2 separate regions of the Mus musculus genome follow, and region 1 is linked to region 2. A link is a contact called in public Micro-C data. All regions are on one chromosome and are shown on one strand. Each heading gives the region's core, a stretch centred on a gene start, on an enhancer-like site or on the middle of the called end of the contact. The rest is flanking DNA. Distances are from core to core; before and after follow the strand shown.

Region 1 (4,438 bases), core at 1,284-3,783, 55 kb after region 2:
CTAAGCAGACAAGCACTACCAAACAGCTACATACCAAGCCCACCTTCTAATAAAGAAAGGGGTTCCCCAGCATAACAACACAAGTAGAAAATCGATCAAAGGAAAGAAATGGAAAATACATGCAAATGCATATTAAGTTACTCAGGAGAGGTGCTTTATTCATCTTTGTATAATATCACTAAGTGTCTAGCAGTCTGTTTTGCCTGTAATAAGAATTCAAGGATTTTCAAAACTGAACTGTGCTGGGCTCTAAGAGACCACTGACAATCCCTATTTCCACTATTCTCATTTTAAAGAGAAAACAGACATGAAAAGGTTAACTCACTCACTCATTAGCACAGCTAGTTGGTGACAACTGAGACCAGGCCTGGTCTCTTCTCCTCTTGTCTGTCACATCATGCTATCTTTCAAGTAATTACTTAAATTGTGGTTCACAAAACAGTGGGTTTTTTCCTCAATTGTCTAAATGCAGGTCAGTGGGACAGCCCAAGGCCTTAGCAATGGCTTGTTTACCAGACTTTCGCAAGACAAGGAGAGAGAAGGTGGGGTATCCACGAGAGACAAAGGGCACAGCTTCCCCTTAAATACCCCAAAACCCCTTGATGATACCATGGACAACATCATCAGTCACGTCATCATTCCCTCGGCTTCAAAATCGTATTTAAATCTAGGGGAAAAATGTACTTGCCTCTCTGTCAAAGACAGATGTTATAATCAGTTCAATTGGAGGCAAAGCATTATCAAGTCTTCAACTGTGCTTGAAGAAAGGTTTGGGGCTAATATTACTCCCATCCTCTGCTCTGTCCTGAATTAATGCCCTCTCTGTGGGGTCTCGAAATTGACCTCAGAAGAATTGTCTACTTACAAAAGTGGAATACAATAGTTCATTTAGGCGAGCCAACCAGCCTTCACCATCACAAGCTTCCACCTGAAACTCCCTGCTGTCTTGTTCATACAAAAACACAATATCTTGTCACTAAAATTAAAGGAGTGATTTTCCCCATTATTTTCTCAAACCTGTGTTTGACTGACTTAAGCTAGAAACCTTCTCTCTCTCTCCTTTTTTTTCCATTATAACGCATTTCAGGCAGCTTCAAAAACTATAAACACTGTAACAAATCCAAATCACTTAACAGGATACGACCACACCATGGAATCCCAAGTTATTAGATAAACTGTGATTTCTTAAAGCAAACCTCTGTTAATGCCAGGGTTCCTAAACTCAGCTTAGAAACAGCACCTCTTAGAGACAGGCGTCAAGTTACAAGCCTAATTCAGGGGATTCAGCCTGATTTGCCCTGATGGAAATAAGCCAGGGCAAGCAACCTGTCAGCTGAGCCAGGTTTCTACTACGTACATTCTCTTTTAGAACTGCACAGCAAGGCCCCCCCAGGTACAGGGAGGGTCCCTTTCTCAGACATGGCCAGAGTGTGAGGTCAAACTTTCCCTCCATCTAGGAAACCAAGTCACTATTAAGAAAATAAGACCTCAACCCCTCAGTTTGGAGTCTAGATGAACTCGAACTGGCACTTTCGGGAAGGAAGACTTCTTGCCCAGGGACAAACCTCTGATCCCCACACTCCGTCCTCCCCAGTCCAGCTCACCTGAGCACATGGATCAGGGGAGCACTGTTGGACCGTCTCAGGGTGGCCCCCTCAGATGTGTCAGCCTCAAAATCCAGATCCATTTTCTCCTGAGCCATTCGGATACTTGCTAGGCAACACAGCCGGCAGTGCTCTCGGCTCCTGGTGCTTTGCTATGGACTCACTGCAGGACTGAGCTGCTGGGGACTGGCAGCTGGGGGCGGGGGCTAATGGGCGGAGGCTTGGGAGCGAGGGCGGAGAAAAGTAGGAGAGGAGGATGCAGATGAGGAAGGATGTGGAGGGCGGGCGGAGGAGGATATAGAGCTGGTGTTGGGAGGGTGACAGGATGAAAAAGGGGATGGAGGAAAGACAAAGGTGGGAGAAAGAAAAAGAGGCACAGGGGTTGATAAAGGATAGATGGAAATGCAGGGCATAGCACTAATGAAAGAGCATAGAAGTGGGAAAGGAGGAAAAAGGTCAGGGTGAAGGGGCACAGGGATGGGAAAAGAGGAGGAGGGAGAATGTGGAAGCACAGGAGAAGAAAGGGGAGGAAACTAGGCAGTGGCAGAACTCAAGCTGTCATTTTTCCCGCCTAGGACCGCAAGCGCGGCTCGGCTACATTTACAGAGGCTGCCTTTGCAGCGCTAGCAATGAGGACTTGACAGCTGGCCAGGCGGCCTCGGCTGCCCCACCTCCACATGCTCAGGGTCTCTGTCCAGTCCGCCATGCTCTGGGCCCCGGTCCCCGGGGCCCCTCAGCGCAGGGATGGCGCTTTTCACTCCCTGGTCCCTGCCCGCCTGCACGACTCAGAAAAGGGATCGGCCCTCTGCACCACCGCGGCGCTGCTTCTATCTCTTATTGGCTCTAATGACCCGCGGGACCCTCTGGAGCTCAAATTGATTTCTATAACCTGCCGCCTCTTTTGCCTCCCACGCTTCAGAAATGGGAGCCTCCGAGGGGCCAGCTCTTCCGCATCTTGTCGCCCATTGGGCACTGCGCATGCGCCTTACGGCTGCTCCAATGATCCTGGGGCCAAGGCGCAGGCGTAATAGCCTCTCTCCGCAACCCGCCTTCAAAGGGGCGGGGCGTTTCCAGGGGGGCCCAAAATCTTCCTGCGTGGCATTGGTCCGGGAACCCTGGCGCCGTATTTCGAAAAGAGCCAATAGTTTGGAGACTGAAGCCTCAGTTTTTAGTAGTTTGGACTAATATTCAAGTGAAAGCGATTTTCACGTTATTTCACTACAAATTTGTATTCTGACCTTTGTGATCCACAGGCACTTTAAATATTTTTTTATGTGAAAGTCTTTGTGTGGGAATATGCGCGTGCGTGCATGCGTGCATTCCCATGGAGGTCAGAGAGGTCATTGGATCTCCTGGAGCGGCAGTTGAAGGCCGTTGTGAACTGCTCAACATGGGTTCTGGGATTAGAACTCGAGTCTCCTGTAGCAGCAGCAAGCACCGTTAACCTCTGAGCCATCATCTCTTCAGCCCCCCCCCCCCTTTACTAAATTCCTCAGCTCCATTAGACAAAAATAAAAGATTTGTTTTCTTTCCAAGGCTTATGGAGATTCTAGCAATCATAATATGATGCATGTGACAGCTGAAATTAATTTTAAAAACATTCATGGCACTTACTACATGCAAGGAAGTATTATAACAACTGAAAAAATATTAAATCATCTCATCTTAACCACACAAATATCTCTTCCTAGATACTTTTCAATCACCCAAAATTACAAAGTATGGGAAATATAATAGTTACGAAATTGGTTTGAAAATTAGCAAAACAGGGCTAGAGAGATGGCTAGAGAATGTTTGAGAGCTCTTGTTGCTCTTCCAGAAGACCTGAGCTGAGTTCTCAGCATCCATCTCAAGCAGTGCTTAAGCGCCTATAAGTGGTTAAGAGCATTTGCTGCTCTTGTAAAAAACAGGAGTTCAGTTTCAACCATCCACGTCTGGTGGCTCACAACCACACTGAATTTCAGCTCAAATGGGTCCAATGTTCTATTTTAGCGTGCGTGCACACACACACACACACACACACACACACACACACTACTTTTTTTTTCTATCTAGCAAAAATAATTTTCTCTTCAATTTGGTTGCTCCATAATAAAGTTAACCTATACAATTGTCATTTTACACCTCAACATTTATGCTTTCTGATTATAAAATGTGAATTTGTGTATTTATTTGTTTGTTTTGTGTATATGGATGGTATGGCCCACATCTGAAGCTAAATAAACAACTGGAGGAAGCCAATCTACTTCACCATGTAGGTCCCAAGGGTTAAACTCAAGTTGTCAGGCTTGTCAGGAAACTCCCTTATCCTCACGATCCATCTTGCTGGCCATATTGCGAAGATGTACAAAGAAGTTTTGGATAGATTCTCTATTATTTTCTTGGTAAAAGTTATTTAATCGTGTTTACTCTTTAATTGAGCTGATTGAAAATTTAAAATTTAAAGACATTAGGCAAATTAAATTTATCGGAGTTTATTTAACCAAAGAAATGACTCATGGTTGTGCAAAACTCTGAACTAGTAAAGATTCACAAAGCCCCTCACAACAACCATGTCCTTCTGTTTTCCAGCTGCATTAAAAACATCTCAGTAGTAGGGGCTAAGGTGGGAGGATTGTGAGTTCAGGTCTGCTTGAGTTACATAGAAAAAAAATCTGAAACTTTCTTAAATAAAACAACACAAACAAAGAAAGATGAACTCTCTAACACTGCATGCTACTCTGAGACAAAAGGATGGACCATCTAGAGACTGCCATATCCAGGGATCCATCCCATAATCAGCCTCCAAACGATGACACCATTGCATACACTAGCAAGAATTTGCTGAAAGGACC
Region 2 (4,661 bases), core at 1,502-4,001:
CAGTAAGCATAATCTGCCCCCAGTGGCTGGCCATACAGGGACCTCATTCACAATTCACTGCCTTCTAAGGGGCACTGCCTCTCATGAACTGTTCTTTCAGGAGCCTTTAATCTAAGGAGCTACTGCTAACAGCCAAGCTACCCTAATCTGGTGGATAGGCCTCAGCTTCTCTCCCTCAGCACATTTTTAAGGAATGGTGTTTTCCCCCCCTCTAGCTTTTTTTTTTTTTATCATCATCAAAATATATTCACAAAACACCCACATCTCTGTCCACACTATAAATCAGGGTGGGGAGCGTCTGGCCCACAGCCCAGATCTGGCCTTCAGCTTGATTCATCTGGCCTGTGGGGGATACTGTATTGGCTGCCACAGCTGCAAGCTGGAGAATAATGCCTCCCTCCCCACAGCCCCTACCCCCGCCCTGCTGGGGCCTTCCCACTCCAAATGGAACCTCGAAAATAGCCAGGCTCCAGTGTGTGTGTGTGTGTGTGTGTGTGTGTGTGTGTGTGTGTGTGTGTGTGTGTAAGGAGGGCAGAGCATCTCCTGCAAGTCCTTCAGTTGCTATTAAACAGGAAACGACATGACAAAGCCGATGAGGTGATTTTCAGACTGAGCAAAGTCCATATTTTGTGGCCACTTTGCTCGTTTTCAGGATTGGCTAACATTTTCTTCTCTAACTGTCCCGATTCTTTTGCGCTGAGACCACGCTGTGTTTCCCTCTGCAGGGGAAGGAACACACTAGTGAGCAGCACAGCTGGAAAGCAAGTTCCCACACAGCTTCCCGCACAGCCTAGCCTCTGTAACCATTCCACCCCACGACTGTCCTTGGAGGAGCTGGCCTCCAAGGCAAGGCTTTATTATTTTCTGTTTTGCTGTTGTCGATGTTGTTGGTCTTTGCTAATTTATTATCTATCCATCTACTTTCTTATTTCAGATAGACTCTCATTATGCAGCTCTGACTTGACTGGTACTTATGACAATTGCCAGGCTCGCCTTAAGCTCCTTCCTCAGCTGGACTGAGATGACTACTATGTAGACTACCAGGCCTGGCCTCTCCTGTTTCTTGATCACAACCCTGTAATAATCTGGAAGCTCTAGAAGTTGGGCCCCAATTATTCTCACAACTTGTGCTCTAAAGAATGAATTTAAAGGAGACACACGTGGCTAAAGGATGGAAAGTGTGTTACTCAGTTAGAATTTGACTTTGACAAGATCTCACTCTGTTACTCAGGCCAGACTGAATCTCACCAGGAGAACAGACTGGCCTTGAATGTGGAGTGATCTTTCTGATTCTGCCTCCTAAACTGGGAATCCAGACATAGACCAACATAGCTGGCAACAGACTAGTTCAACGTCTGAAAAAAAAAAACAGTGAAACTCTTCCGAAGTTTAAAACACAGAGATTCCTCTTTCTTATTCGCCTATATATGTCCTTACTAATTGAGGGAGATGAGAGGAAGACATACACACACACACAGACATACACACACACACACAGACACACACACACACACACACACACACACACACACACACACACAGAGAGAGAGAGAGAGAGAGAGAGACTGGGGTCTCAGAAACAAAGATCATGGAAGCCCCCAGGGCTCATCTACCCAGTGACTTCTTCAAATCTTGCTGTAGCACTTTGTCGCCTTAGCTCCTAGGTGATCAAGTTGGCATGGTGGCTCTGAGTGGGCCAGCTGAAACACAGAAACTATACCCCAATAAAACTGTCTGTTCAAGAAAAAAAATGGTACATGTCCTGGAGCATCCAGAAGTGGAGTGGTTAAAGGCAAAGAAAGGATAGGTAGTCATTTGAAATGCCAGATCATCTGTCCGTTTTTTTTTTTTTTTTGAGTATGGCTATGTAGTATCAAATGAAATCTATATATCCTAGCAGGCTCACAAATGTCCTTTGCCGACACTGCAAGGCAACAACCAACTGTTTGGGTTTAGGAAAAATTAGGGGGAACTCTAGACTGATCCAGGAAAGAAAGACAGCTGCTTGGTGACAAAGCCTGTGGGGAGAGGGGCAGATTCCTATTGCTTAAGGCCCAAGCGCCTAGAAATATAGAAGAAAAGGAAAGCTTGGTTGGGCTCCAGAGCCACCAGCAGGGGTGTGTCTGCCTCCAACAGCTGGTACTAACGGTCCTGGCAGCACAAGACTCCAAAATGAGAACATCTTGTCCTCTCAAGATCCTTGGTGACTGAGGATTTGCTATGCTCATTATGAGAAGGTTCTGGCACCCTTCAACCCATTTGTACCTCTTCATCATCTCACTAAACATTTGTCATCTGGCAGGCACAGCTGCAGGCTCCTAAGAAACCATGACCCTCTAGACCTGTGGAAGACCCCATGGAAAGGCACCAAGTGGAAGAGTGCCTTGAGAGCCATCATTCCTAGAAGTCACTGGACTCTACAAGACTGACCACAGAAAACTCATGCCTCTGTCTTCACAGATGGCCTGCATGTTCCACCTGGATGGCACTTCAGAAGCCAGCGACTCAAAGGAGTCTGATTCTCCCCAGAGGGAAGTATATAAAAACTACAGGAGTCTTAGGAAGTAAATCAAAATAGCAGCGCATCTTGCAGCCTGGTGACCTATTTCCTGAATTGGATGCTGGAATCTCCTCATAGAACAGCCGATTGTGATGTGTTAGTATTTTCATGCTGTGCAGCCCTCTGGCATAGAGGCGCTGCCCCATTCCTTCCCAAGGAAATTCCACTGCAGGCAATGTTATGATTAGTGGACTAATAACACTTGTCGTTGGAATACTGCAGACAAAGCTCCAGTGTGGACTGGCCTCCAAGTCCCTTAATCACCTATTTCATCATCTCGACACTGAAGCCCTGGCAATGGGGGTGGATTTGTGGATCCCAATAATTAACCAAAGGGACAGCTGCTCTTTTGCATGGGGATCTCCCTTCCATTCATAATTCCAACCCAATCTGGGGTGTTAACTAGTGTGGTTACATTGGCCAATACTGGATGGCTGCTTAGGGTTTGGGGGGTGCTGCAGGCTCATTCTGAGGCAAGTCACCTGCAGGTTCACTCATGATATTTATGCACGCACAGTTTCCTTGTGATTAGCTTGCTGGCATTCTGGACCGGGGCCAGTGGAGGAGCCAGGAAATGCATGAATGTGCCTGAAAGATGATTGGGAGCACTGCTGATTCCCAACTACAATGGTGTGCTGCTTTATATTTCCCCTTGACGTTGTAAAGGGGGATGTGGAGGAAGAGATGCAGAAGCTCTGTACATTCCAAAGTATGTAGGAAGCCACTTGGGTGGATGCAAAATCAAGAGGAGATGGGGGAGGGGGAACAAGCAGCCAAGTTTTCATTCTGGCCCTTTTTTGATTTCATTTCAAACCAAATGGGAGTTAATTAGGCTCTGAAGGAACTTAACTTACAAACAAACCTGGGTGAAAAGAGGTGAGTAGAAGATGGTGAAGCTGACATGATCAGAAGGGGAAATAAGACCCTTTGGAGACTTACTGTTTTCTCACAACTTCTGTTGATCACCAGGCCAATGAACCTGACCTCCTTTGAAACCCCTGAGAGCCACCAGAGCTCTTTGGCCACATCTTTGAGGGAAGAAATAAACATATAAGGAGAGTGCTGTGATAAAGGAGAAAGCACAGAGTGGGAGAAAGAAAGGAAGACTGAAAATGAAGGAGAAAGTTCAGTTATTGCTGCGAATGGGCAATGCCTGGGATCCCTCAGCTGGAGCAGACCTCAGGAAGACGCTCTTCTCCAGTGCACAGACTGGACTGTGTGAGACACTTCAGCGGTCCCCTTGGAAACAACACCCAAAGCATACAACCCTCCATGATTGCCTTCCCACAAATGTTCTGCTCCAATCCCAGATTTCTTACAGACAGGTACTGTTCACAGAGTTCAAACAAGCTCGTTCCCAGAATGAGATAGCTTCCCTTGCCTGGAATCAAGTGGGAAAGTCTTAGGTTTCCAGCCCCTCTGGGCCCAGGTACCAAGGGAGCATCTGCTCCCTTCTCCACCCACTGTGGAAGGCCAAATTGTGCAGTGACCAGACAGCTCCTGGAGCAGAGGCCCAAACATTCTCTGGGAAAGTTCTACCCCAATCCCGTTCCCATTGACCTTTCCAAAATTCATTTGGCTTTATTTTGTGTTCCACAAGTTATGAAAGTTGGCTTCCAAGGGAGCTGGAGAGAGGCATTCCCAATGTGGGATTTAGAATTTTTCTTTTCCACTCAAGTGCCACAGTAGAGTTTAAGGCTGTTTCTCTCTCATATTTAGACAATGATGCAAAACCTGTTGATTTGTTCAGATATAATTGTCCCTCAGCAAGACAGATGGTTTCCGACAGAATGGAATAATTAGGAAATTTAAAAGAAATAATTATGTGGAAAATATGGTTGGAGTCAAGGAAGCCTAATAATCTATATGAAGAACTCAGGTTAAAACTGCATGAAAATTGTCATTATGGCTTTATTGCCTTGCTATCCCAAAGTAAGATAACTCCATCAAGAAGACATGTTTTATATTGTACTATTAAAGACAAACTTAAAAATGTATTCATGGGAACAGTGACATAAAATGTTCAGTTTTTAAATTTCTTCCTGTGGAAACTAAAGTTCCTGGTGAAAAAAAAATTATGTGAAGCAATGACTTCATTATA

The links. A called contact is a pair of places that touch in the nucleus more often than the background predicts.
Region 1: a contact with region 2 is called in a Micro-C map of muscle stem cells, with 12 times the contacts expected there. The contact joins the promoter of Fam122b here to the enhancer-like site in region 2. A contact is called at or near these places in 3 of 484 Hi-C or Micro-C datasets (embryonic fibroblasts, muscle stem cells and uterus) and 3 of 9 other capture datasets (adipose tissue, liver and pancreatic islet).

What each region holds. Positions count from the first base shown.
Region 1 is chrX:53,267,272-53,271,709 of GRCm38.p6, forward strand. It overlaps Fam122b (family with sequence similarity 122, member B), which reads right to left and starts at 2,534. Exons shown (of 9, transcript NM_001166365.2): 1 at 1,605-2,534. The coding sequence starts at 1,702.
Region 2 is chrX:53,211,915-53,216,575 of GRCm38.p6, forward strand. It overlaps a transcript of Plac1 not described here. Among named protein-coding and RNA genes, the nearest start is that of Fam122b, 56 kb to the right of the region's middle. Within about 2 kb of position 2,752, at least 13 of the 459 cell types and tissues checked have an H3K27ac peak or open chromatin away from gene starts, as enhancers often do. A contact at or near this core is called in muscle stem cells, where this site is marked.